Linked DNA regions of Mus musculus: region 2 is linked to region 1. The links are chromatin contacts, called in public Hi-C maps. All regions are on one chromosome and are shown on one strand. Each heading gives the region's core, a stretch centred on a gene start, on an enhancer-like site or on the middle of the called end of the contact. The rest is flanking DNA. Distances are from core to core; before and after follow the strand shown.

What was found. A called contact is a pair of places that touch in the nucleus more often than the background predicts.
Region 2: a contact with region 1 is called in a Hi-C map of group 2 innate lymphoid cells, with 1.8 times the contacts expected there. The contact joins two enhancer-like sites. A contact is called at or near these places in 3 of 484 Hi-C or Micro-C datasets (the HPC-7 cell line, double positive thymocytes and group 2 innate lymphoid cells) and 1 of 115 datasets of contacts at active chromatin or transcription factors (T-cell acute lymphoblastic leukemia).

Annotation. Positions count from the first base shown.
Region 1 is chr4:7,204,976-7,209,527 of GRCm38.p6, reverse strand. The region is part of intron 4 of Gm33646 (a long non-coding RNA gene); the gene reads right to left. Among named protein-coding and RNA genes, the nearest start is that of Gm33646, 15 kb to the right of the region's middle. Within about 2 kb of position 2,332, at least 28 of the 459 cell types and tissues checked have an H3K27ac peak or open chromatin away from gene starts, as enhancers often do. A contact at or near this core is called in the HPC-7 cell line and group 2 innate lymphoid cells, where this site is marked.
Region 2 is chr4:7,452,586-7,457,137 of GRCm38.p6, reverse strand. No RefSeq gene overlaps it. Among named protein-coding and RNA genes, the nearest start is that of 8430436N08Rik, 110 kb to the left of the region's middle. Within about 2 kb of position 1,842, at least 53 of the 459 cell types and tissues checked have an H3K27ac peak or open chromatin away from gene starts, as enhancers often do. A contact at or near this core is called in the HPC-7 cell line and group 2 innate lymphoid cells, where this site is marked.

The sequences.
Region 1 (4,552 bases), core at 1,083-3,582:
CATTGGAAGTTTTAAGGAACAGACCTGCCTCCTAAAAGGAGTGTTTACAAGTCAGAGCTCCCATGAGCATCTAGGCATGACAATGCTCAATGTCACTTTGCTACAACCTCACAAACACATCTTTATCAGACAATTCCTACAATATACAGACAATAAAGAAGCAACTTAGTCTCCCTGTAAATTCTGCACATATTCCATTCTTCCCAATCTTTTTCCATCTAAAGTATACAGCATGATCTGTATTTATAGAAAGTATATATATATTTATATAAAGTATACAGCATGATCTGTATTTATATAAGAGAAGGAGAGTTTCATAGTCTAAAAAAGAAACTGTCCAAATCTTGAACCTGGTGCAAGTCTAACTCAAGCTTTTCTAAACACAGAGTCAGTATATGCTATATAGTATGTTGTGATATCCTATAACTACAGTATGATACTGCTACTCTAGTAGGGTAGGTTTATTAGTTGATGGCCAGCTACTAAGTCCAATTCCTTTTGTACCCTGCAGCATATTAGGATTCTACTAATTCTGTGAAATTTCAATCTTTCTATAATGCAATATAAATATAATATATAATAAATACATAATTATAAATATATAAAATATAATATATAAATATGTGTGTTAGTGATCAATATATACATTGAATTATATATAATATATAAAATCTTTGTGATGTTCATATATGAAATATGTGTTCACAATGAAATATATTATTTTTGAGGAATATATATATATATATATATATATATATATATACACCTATCTCTATCTATATGTGTGTGTGTATGTGTGTGTGTGTATACAATAAAACACTAATCCCTGTTCCCCTCACTCCAGTTCCCCCATATCCTCCTCAGTGTATACAAGCCCTTAAGCCATAGCTATCTCTTGAAACGGAACAACAGTAATTGGCTTCATAACCTTTTGCTGAGAGTAAGTGAAATAATTGTTGACACACGAGAGACATTTAGTGTATAGTAGCCTCTTGCAGTGTTAACCCTTTCCCCTTGGTCCAAGATCAGATTTGGTGCTCTGGACTATTCTTTGGCAACAGAAGACCACTTCAGACACATGGAATTTTGCTTAACAGCTTCCAGGCTTCAGTCACACCCAGCCAGCTTGTTGATACATTGTGCTGCCCACATTGCAACTTTTAATAATATACTTTTAATAATAATGACACGTGTTAATCACAATATATAAACAGTGCTGTAATTTTGAAGATCTATAGCACTGTAAGGGAACTCCCAAAGAGATAACCAGGACTGCTAACACACACGTCCAGTTTTATATATTACTTGAAATAACCGGATGAAGCTGGTTCTTCATAATACTATTAGGGTATCTGCAGGTACATATCAAGTGTAGAGCATTTGCTTATCTTGCGTATGCTTGAGCCCCTAGATCTGATCCATGTTACCAAAATAATAAGATGAAAATTATTCCAATCTTTTTCTAATTCTATATGAGGACACACATATATACATTCACATATATAATCCCAGTGTTAATCTGGTCCTATATTAAAGGGTATTATGCCTAAGGGGCACATTAGCTTCCTCTTTGATGTAAAATGACTAAGACATGCAACTTTAAAGAAGAAAGATGCATTTTGGCTCAGGGTAACACAGGTTTCATGCCATGCTGTCCTGGGTGCACTGCTGTGGGTTTTCCATCATGGTGGGAACCCAGACAGAAGAGCTCCATGTGGGCCCAGCAGCAAAAGGAATGAGAGAGGAAGGAGTTGAAAATGCAGTACCGCCTTATGGACAACCTCCAAAGACTCAACAGTTTACACTGGGCCTCACCAATTCCAACGGCCCCTTCAGCTACAGTGCAAGCTGACCCTTTGGAGTCATTTCAGATTCTAACTATGACAAAGGGCAACTGACTAAAGTTGCCTAGCTGGTTAAGAAACAAGCCTGGAGTTAAAAGAGTCAACCAAGTGTATGCATATGCCAAGCCCACAAGTGCCATGCAGTAGTTATTAACTTTATTTGGATACTGTGGTACCTTAACACAATTATTATAAGAAGCGCTGGGACCTTACTGGTCAATAGATCAGAGTCCCAGCATCTTTAACCCTCAGATATTTGCTGACTTGCATGCAAGTGGGCAGTTTTTCTCTGCCTCCCACTGATAACAGTGGGAGTCTAAATCCATACCTCTTCAAATCTTCCTTCCTTCAAGATTGATTCCAAATGCACAGAACATTGAGGCTACCTTCATCCCTCCATCATCTAAATTCCTCCCCCACTTCTGACAGGCCCATCAGTCCCCCACTGATAGAAGAGGAAGAATCACCAGAGAGCAAGATAAAGAACTAGTTCCTTCTGTGGTTTCCTGTACTCCTAGGTTGACCACATCTTTTTCTGTTACTCAGTGCTTCTACCTCTAGAAGACAGCAGAAAAATTCTACATACACTCTTACATTAAAGAAACATCACAATACCTTTTACCATTCAAATCTGTAGCTGGATAGAGCATACTCCAATGAAATTAGAAGAAACGCTTATAAAAAGCAGCCTGTTAATTCATTCAGTTTGCTTTATCAGTTTGCCTTGGCTCTACCCTTGTGTCCTTTTATAGAGCTTCTAGAATTTTCTGTCCCCGGCTGGATGCAGGCTAGGGGGGCCTAGGCCTGTCTCAGCACACACCACAGAGCACATATTTCCTCTGGACTTCTGAATGTCTCTTTTGTTCACAAGCAATCATACTAGGTGACATCCATAGCCAGGTAAAGTTCGCAAATAGTTCCTTTAGCTGTCATGCAAAACTATTGGCAATATTGCCAATCTAGTTATTTCCTCTTCTTTGCTCATGACAGCACAAACAGGAGGACTGCTGGTTCATTAGGAGTTCTGATAGCAAAACACTCAGGGCTTAAAGCATGAGAAGTCCGTGAACAATCACTGAGCTATCAGATGAAGTGCACACATGTTGTGGATGAATGATCTTCATTATTCTCTTTGTTACTTATATGGCATTTACATTTAAATTTTATATTTAGCCCAAGCACAGATAGGGAATGGCTGTCCAGATAGCATCTGAAGAGAGATGGAAACATCTCTCTGCCTGAACAGGGGAGAAACAGCAGAAGAAACATTAAGCGTTGGATTTATAACACAAACATATATGAAGTCTCCATGTGAAATTCATTTTATTTGATGACTTTTAGAAAGCAGCACACATGGAAGAATTGGACATGGCAAGGAAAGTTTTTAAGTGTTATAGAAAGAAGCTTGTAGCCATAAGAACTATCAGGGTTTAAGATATGTATTCTAGAAGAACAGATAATTCTCCATTACCTGGCATGTGAACATGAGCAGAATCTGCAGCAAGTGACCACTAATCATGTCACACATGTTTGATTATTGCTTATTTTTCTTTCACATAAATCAAGGCTGAAATATGGAGTAGATCACCTCCCACTACCTTGTTGCGAAACTAAGTCAGTTCTTTAAGTTGAAGAAAAGAAGGAGGACTTGAAAGTATATCTGTTTTCTTTGCTAAGAAGGACTAAAAATTAATATTGCTCTATTTGAAGGGAAATACCTGGCCGATTAATTGGTGACCAGTTGCAAATTTCTCAAGCCTTCCTCCATAGTGCCTTTCCCCCAGTGAAGCATGGCTTCTTGCCCATGGGTATGCTGACTGTGTTCTTCATGAGTAAACATCTACAAATTTTTTTAATCAATATTCACTGATATATGGTTTAGTGAACAAAAAAATGTTTTTATATTTTTATAGAAAAAGAATGATCCCAAATAGATAGATAGATAGATAGATAGATAGATAGATAGATAGATAGATAGATCAATCAAAAACCTGCCCTGGCACAGTGATAGATGATAGTAGTTCCAGAACTCTGGAGGCTGAGAAAGGATTATTGTCAGTTTGAGGCCAACCTGAGCTACACAGGGAGGTTCTTCATGTATAAAAAATTAATCTATACTGTGCAACAAAATACATTCTTTGACATTTTATTTTGAAAATAATCTACGACATTGTGGGAAAACAAAGTTCAACTTGAATATTTACACTGTTAGGCAAAATTTAGACATGGCCTTGTAGAAAAAAAAAAAAAGAATATTTTCTCAATATTCACACCAGAGGCTCAGAGCTGGCTCAGTCAGTCAGTCCTTGACATACAAGCACGAGGACCTGAGTTAGATACACCAGGAAAGAAGGGTGAAGTCTGGTGCAACCGTATGCATCGATATTCCTGGCACTTGGTAGTGAAAACATGGAATCCCTAAGACTGATTGGCTAACTAGCTGACCTGAATCAGTAAGATCTAATTTCCGTGAGAGGACACGTCTCAAAATACAAAGTGAAGAGTGACTGAGAAAGACATTTGACATTAAGATCTGGCCTCAGCCAGGCAGTGGTGGCACATGTCTTTAATCGCAGCACTAAGAGGCCAAGGTAGGCTGATCTCTGTGTTCAAAGCAAGCCTGGTCTACAAAGTGAGTCCCAGGACAACAAAGACTAAAGAAGCCTTGTCTCAAAAAAAAAAAAAAAAAAAAAAAAAACCCAACAGTA
Region 2 (4,552 bases), core at 593-3,092, 250 kb before region 1:
ACTGGGCTGAAAAAAAATCATCTGTGATCATTTGCCTTATGAGCCAGTAATTTCTCTGTTTTGTAGAACCAAAGGACCAAAGTCACTACCGCAATGAGACTGATACAGTCTTCATTATCACTCCTGTTAGCAGAAATTTATTGTAAAGTAGAAGAAGTATCTATATTCAGAGAAGGGTTCCATGGTTCATATTTTTTAGGATGTGCTACCAAATTTTATTTATAACCTTATTTCATACTCTCATGCTTTTATAAGAATATCATTTAAGTATAGATTATCTTAAAGAAATATTTAATAAATATAAAGTCATGGCTGTTGACAATTGTCTTTGATTTAAAATGTCACATTTAAGGAGCTATGGTTTTGAAAGAATTGTCGTGGCAGTGTGATGAAAAGAAGAAAAAATTTAAGATAAAATACAGAGCACAACATGTCATGTTAACATATTTGATTATTGGAACAAGAAGATGATGAAATGCTACACTCCAATCAATAAAAAGAATATGCAATGCTAAAATATGCCTCTTTGGCACAAACACTATTTTGAGCTGATAATTTTGAGAAAGTAAAGACACAGAGAAGCTCTGAAAACAGGAATCTGTTACTTCCTTGTAAAAGAAAATTGCATCTAAATGGAAGACATCGTTTTGTGAGTCTCTATCCGTAAATCCAGAGTAGAACTATGAGTCCAAAGTACGAGAGACCCCAAGAAGTGCAGACATAACCTACCTCAAAGCTGTTCTTGACACTTCCATGTCTCTGGGCTTAAACCTTTGTTTTGATAAACAATGGCTATGATATCTGAATTCCAGATTGCCTCTCCCTTCTCTGTGTACCTCTCCTGAAAATGTGCTGTGTGTGTGTGTGTGTGTGTGTGTGTGTGTGTGTGTGTGTGTGTGTGTGTGTGTGTGAGATATACAACAAAAACTTTTAAAGGTATATACTCCAATAAACTATATTTTTTCTTTGATTGGTCTGTCTTTTTTTATAGGTGCCCCTTTTAACTAAGGAAGAAGGATGGAAAGAACATTTTTTTCTTTATGGAGCTTTGGTTATCACTCACTGTGCTCATGAGTGTGCCTATGGAACAAGTACTTTATACACATTGATTGTGCATTTCCCATTCTAGTCAGTGGAAGACTGAGCCACACTTCATCCTCAGGGGAGTCTTGGGGGTGGTAGCTACTTTTCTCTTCTACTCTCATTGTATGTTACAGCACTGAATTGTTTGCCAATATTTAAATACCGTGTCTAACATTTATAAAGAATAGATTGTGTTTCTTTTTAGAGAAAGGGTTATACTATTTGGAACTACCACAATGCTCAATAAAAGGAGGTAACGAATAATTACCATATATTTGTGAAGAAAAATAGAAAAAAAAAAAGAGGAAGAAAGCATAAATAAAGGTAACTACATCTCTCCAAACTCCATTGATTTTGGTTATTTAAAATAAACCTACCTGAGAAATACTGACCGAGGAGCATGCTCACCTAATGTATATTTTTATTATTGCTAATTGTTTGGAATCTGAATCAAATTCATTGTGAAGCCCAAAGCTGAGGAAAGTTTAGGACTGTTGCTCCCTGCCATGTTCCCCTCAGCAGTGTTTTTCTTCTTAGCACACCAAAGCTTCAGCAGCAGCCAGTCTTAGACTGAAACGTTATCTTCGTTTTTTTTTTTTTTTTTTTTTTTTTTTTTTTTGAAGATAGTAAAAGTGAAAACAGATGCACACATTTGAATGCAGGAAGCCTTTAAGGCCTTTCTCTCTTTTGTCGTCCCTGCCCCCACTCCTTTTTCCTGTGAAGCATCAAAATAAATGTCCCTGCTCCTTTGAACTAAATCGCCCACTGTGCATAACTGAAATCGTAGGCCCGGAAATACATACCCCCTAACCAGTGCTCTCGGCCCTTATCAAGACCTTGTCATCTGAAACGACAGTGTTGGAACCCAGGCTGGTTTCACGTGATCCTATCAATCAGAGGTAAAGAGAAAAGGTGCCTGGGGGAGGGAGGGGAATCTTCAGGTTTGTTTAGGCTTCACTTAGGTCTAATTTCATACGTTTTAATGTATGGTGAGCCAAGCACCCGAGTATTGTATATCTTAGCAATGCTGACATTTCCTTTGCACCATTTAAAATTAAACCTTTTATTAGTTCAGGAAAAGCTGAGACAGGAGACAATAGCTGTTCAGGGAGAATAATTATTTTCTGTTCTGTTGTGTAGGATTTTTGAGCTTTTGATAAGTTGCAGTTTACAGTACTTAACAGCTAGCCAATCTTACATGTTAACAGTACATGAGAATATTTTATCCTAGCAGCCTGCCTCATACCCTGAAATGTTGAAATGTGTTTCTTGGTGACTTAAATCTTTTTTTTTTAAAACCTCTTATTTTCTGGGGTGTGTTTGGAAAGGATCATGCTATCAACAGTTGGAGTGGTGAGCAGCAGGCAGGGCGAGAGGAATCACTATGAAATGGATACAAAAAGCTGTGGGTTGTACACCATTAAGTGTTCCCAGTGTGATTCTAATGAGCTGATGATGGCCTCAACAAATTACTGTTTCTCCTGCAGCCCAGTAAATTATAGCTCACCCAAATTAAATCAGTGGGACTCTAGACAAACTGGTCTTCATCAAGATCTACATTTGTGAGAATTAAAAAAAACAAAAAAACAAAAAAAAACCAAACCATGCTCAATCATATTTAATCACATCTATTTGCTCAAGATTATTAGCTTGCTTTCTTATCCCCAAATGTCTGGGCGATAGATGTGGTGTGTGTGTGTGTATTTGTATATCTATGTACATTTATATGTGTGTAGGTTTATGTATGTGTGTATGCACGTGTATGTTTTTATGTGTGTATGCTGTATGCATCTCTGTGTATATTTACATGTGGTGAGTGTTTTGTGTTTGTATTTTCATGTTTGTGTGTATATGTGTACTTATGTGTATTTGTGTATATATGTTTTGTGTGTGCTGTGTGTGTACATTTACATGTATGTTTATATGTGTGTGTACATGTGTATATGCATGCATGAATGTATGTATGTATGTATATATGTGTGTGTTTGTACATGTTTGTGTTTTATATGTGTATTTGTGCGATGTATGTGTGTATTTGGGTTTGTGCTTGTGTGTATGTTTGTTTGAACATATATGTGTGCCTTGTGTGTTTATGTATGTGTTCACTCATGTTTGTATGCATGTGTGTTTGTATGTATGTGTGTTTGTGTGTATATGTGTGTTTATATGTATAAATATATATGTGTTTGTGTGTGTGCATGCATGTGTAAGTTTGTGTGAACTAATGTCTATGGGTTGTGTGTATGTATATGTATGTGTGCATTTGTAGCTGTGCTAGCACTAGACACAGGTACAATCTTATTTCATTTCCTGTTTGACCCACCTGCCATTCTTATCCCACTTTTGATCATTCCACACCACTTGAAGCATGAATGTGGAAGATCAATTCTAGCTCAATAATCATTACTAGGTAGTAAGATTGCCATTATCACCTCTGTATACATACGTTTGTTACTGAATATATGTAGCTTTCATTTTGATTTTAAAGCATCTCAAAAGCTGGGATTTAGTAAATTGCATATGATTAACTAGGAATAATTTACGTGAGATGCTCTTTAAAAGCTTTAAGGAATGAAATGTGTCATCTGCTGTTTGAGAGAATGGCCACACAGTGCAGATGAAATAAGCCTTGTTGCAGAGATCGACTTTCAAGAATAAAGACATCAAGCCCTGCTAAGCTTTGCACTGGGAGAGATAAAATTTACAGAAGATGGGATAATCACTACTTTTTATGACTTCACATACTATTATGTCAGGCAATTAATAGTTGTGGCACTTGTTGGCTTAGAATTAAAGAAACTTTACAACCATCAAGCAGTTTTGATTCCCAGTATTTCTTTGAGTAATTCTCATTGTTACAAAAACAATTGGAGCTATACAGAAAAAAATGCACAGGAAAAAAATATTGAAGTTGAATTCAATCCTACATTCCATTTTCTGAAAGCAAACTGTGAAAGCCCAGACATTAGTGTATTAATTGCTTTCCTGATGCTGGGGAGTGTGGTATAGGGCCATTTCATTTGTAGCAGGAAATAAGCTTGTTGCCCACAAAAGCCAGGCATCTTCCTGCCATGCTGTTCCCTCTTGGCTTTTAGAGGTCAGCTCAACAACAGGACTGTATACTATTTAAATAAATAATCCCCATTCTCATCTCTGAAGTGGAAAGCAGCTCAGGGCTGGGCTGGAGCTCAGCATGTGCAGGGCATGCGAAATATCAGAGTTGATTATTAGGGACAGGAGGTTGGAAAAGCACAGAGCACATTGGCAACGTTGATAAGAAGTGAATCCCGTGATGCAGATTTATTGATACTGACAATGTTGTTTGCTTATATTTTTTCCTCCAATTTTTAGAACATGAATGTATCTTAGGCATGGAAAAATACTGAAGCCATTCACATAATAGAAAACAAAAACGCCACAGAACTGAAAAACCCAGCTCCTGAAGAAACCTGAGCCTGAATGCACAGTT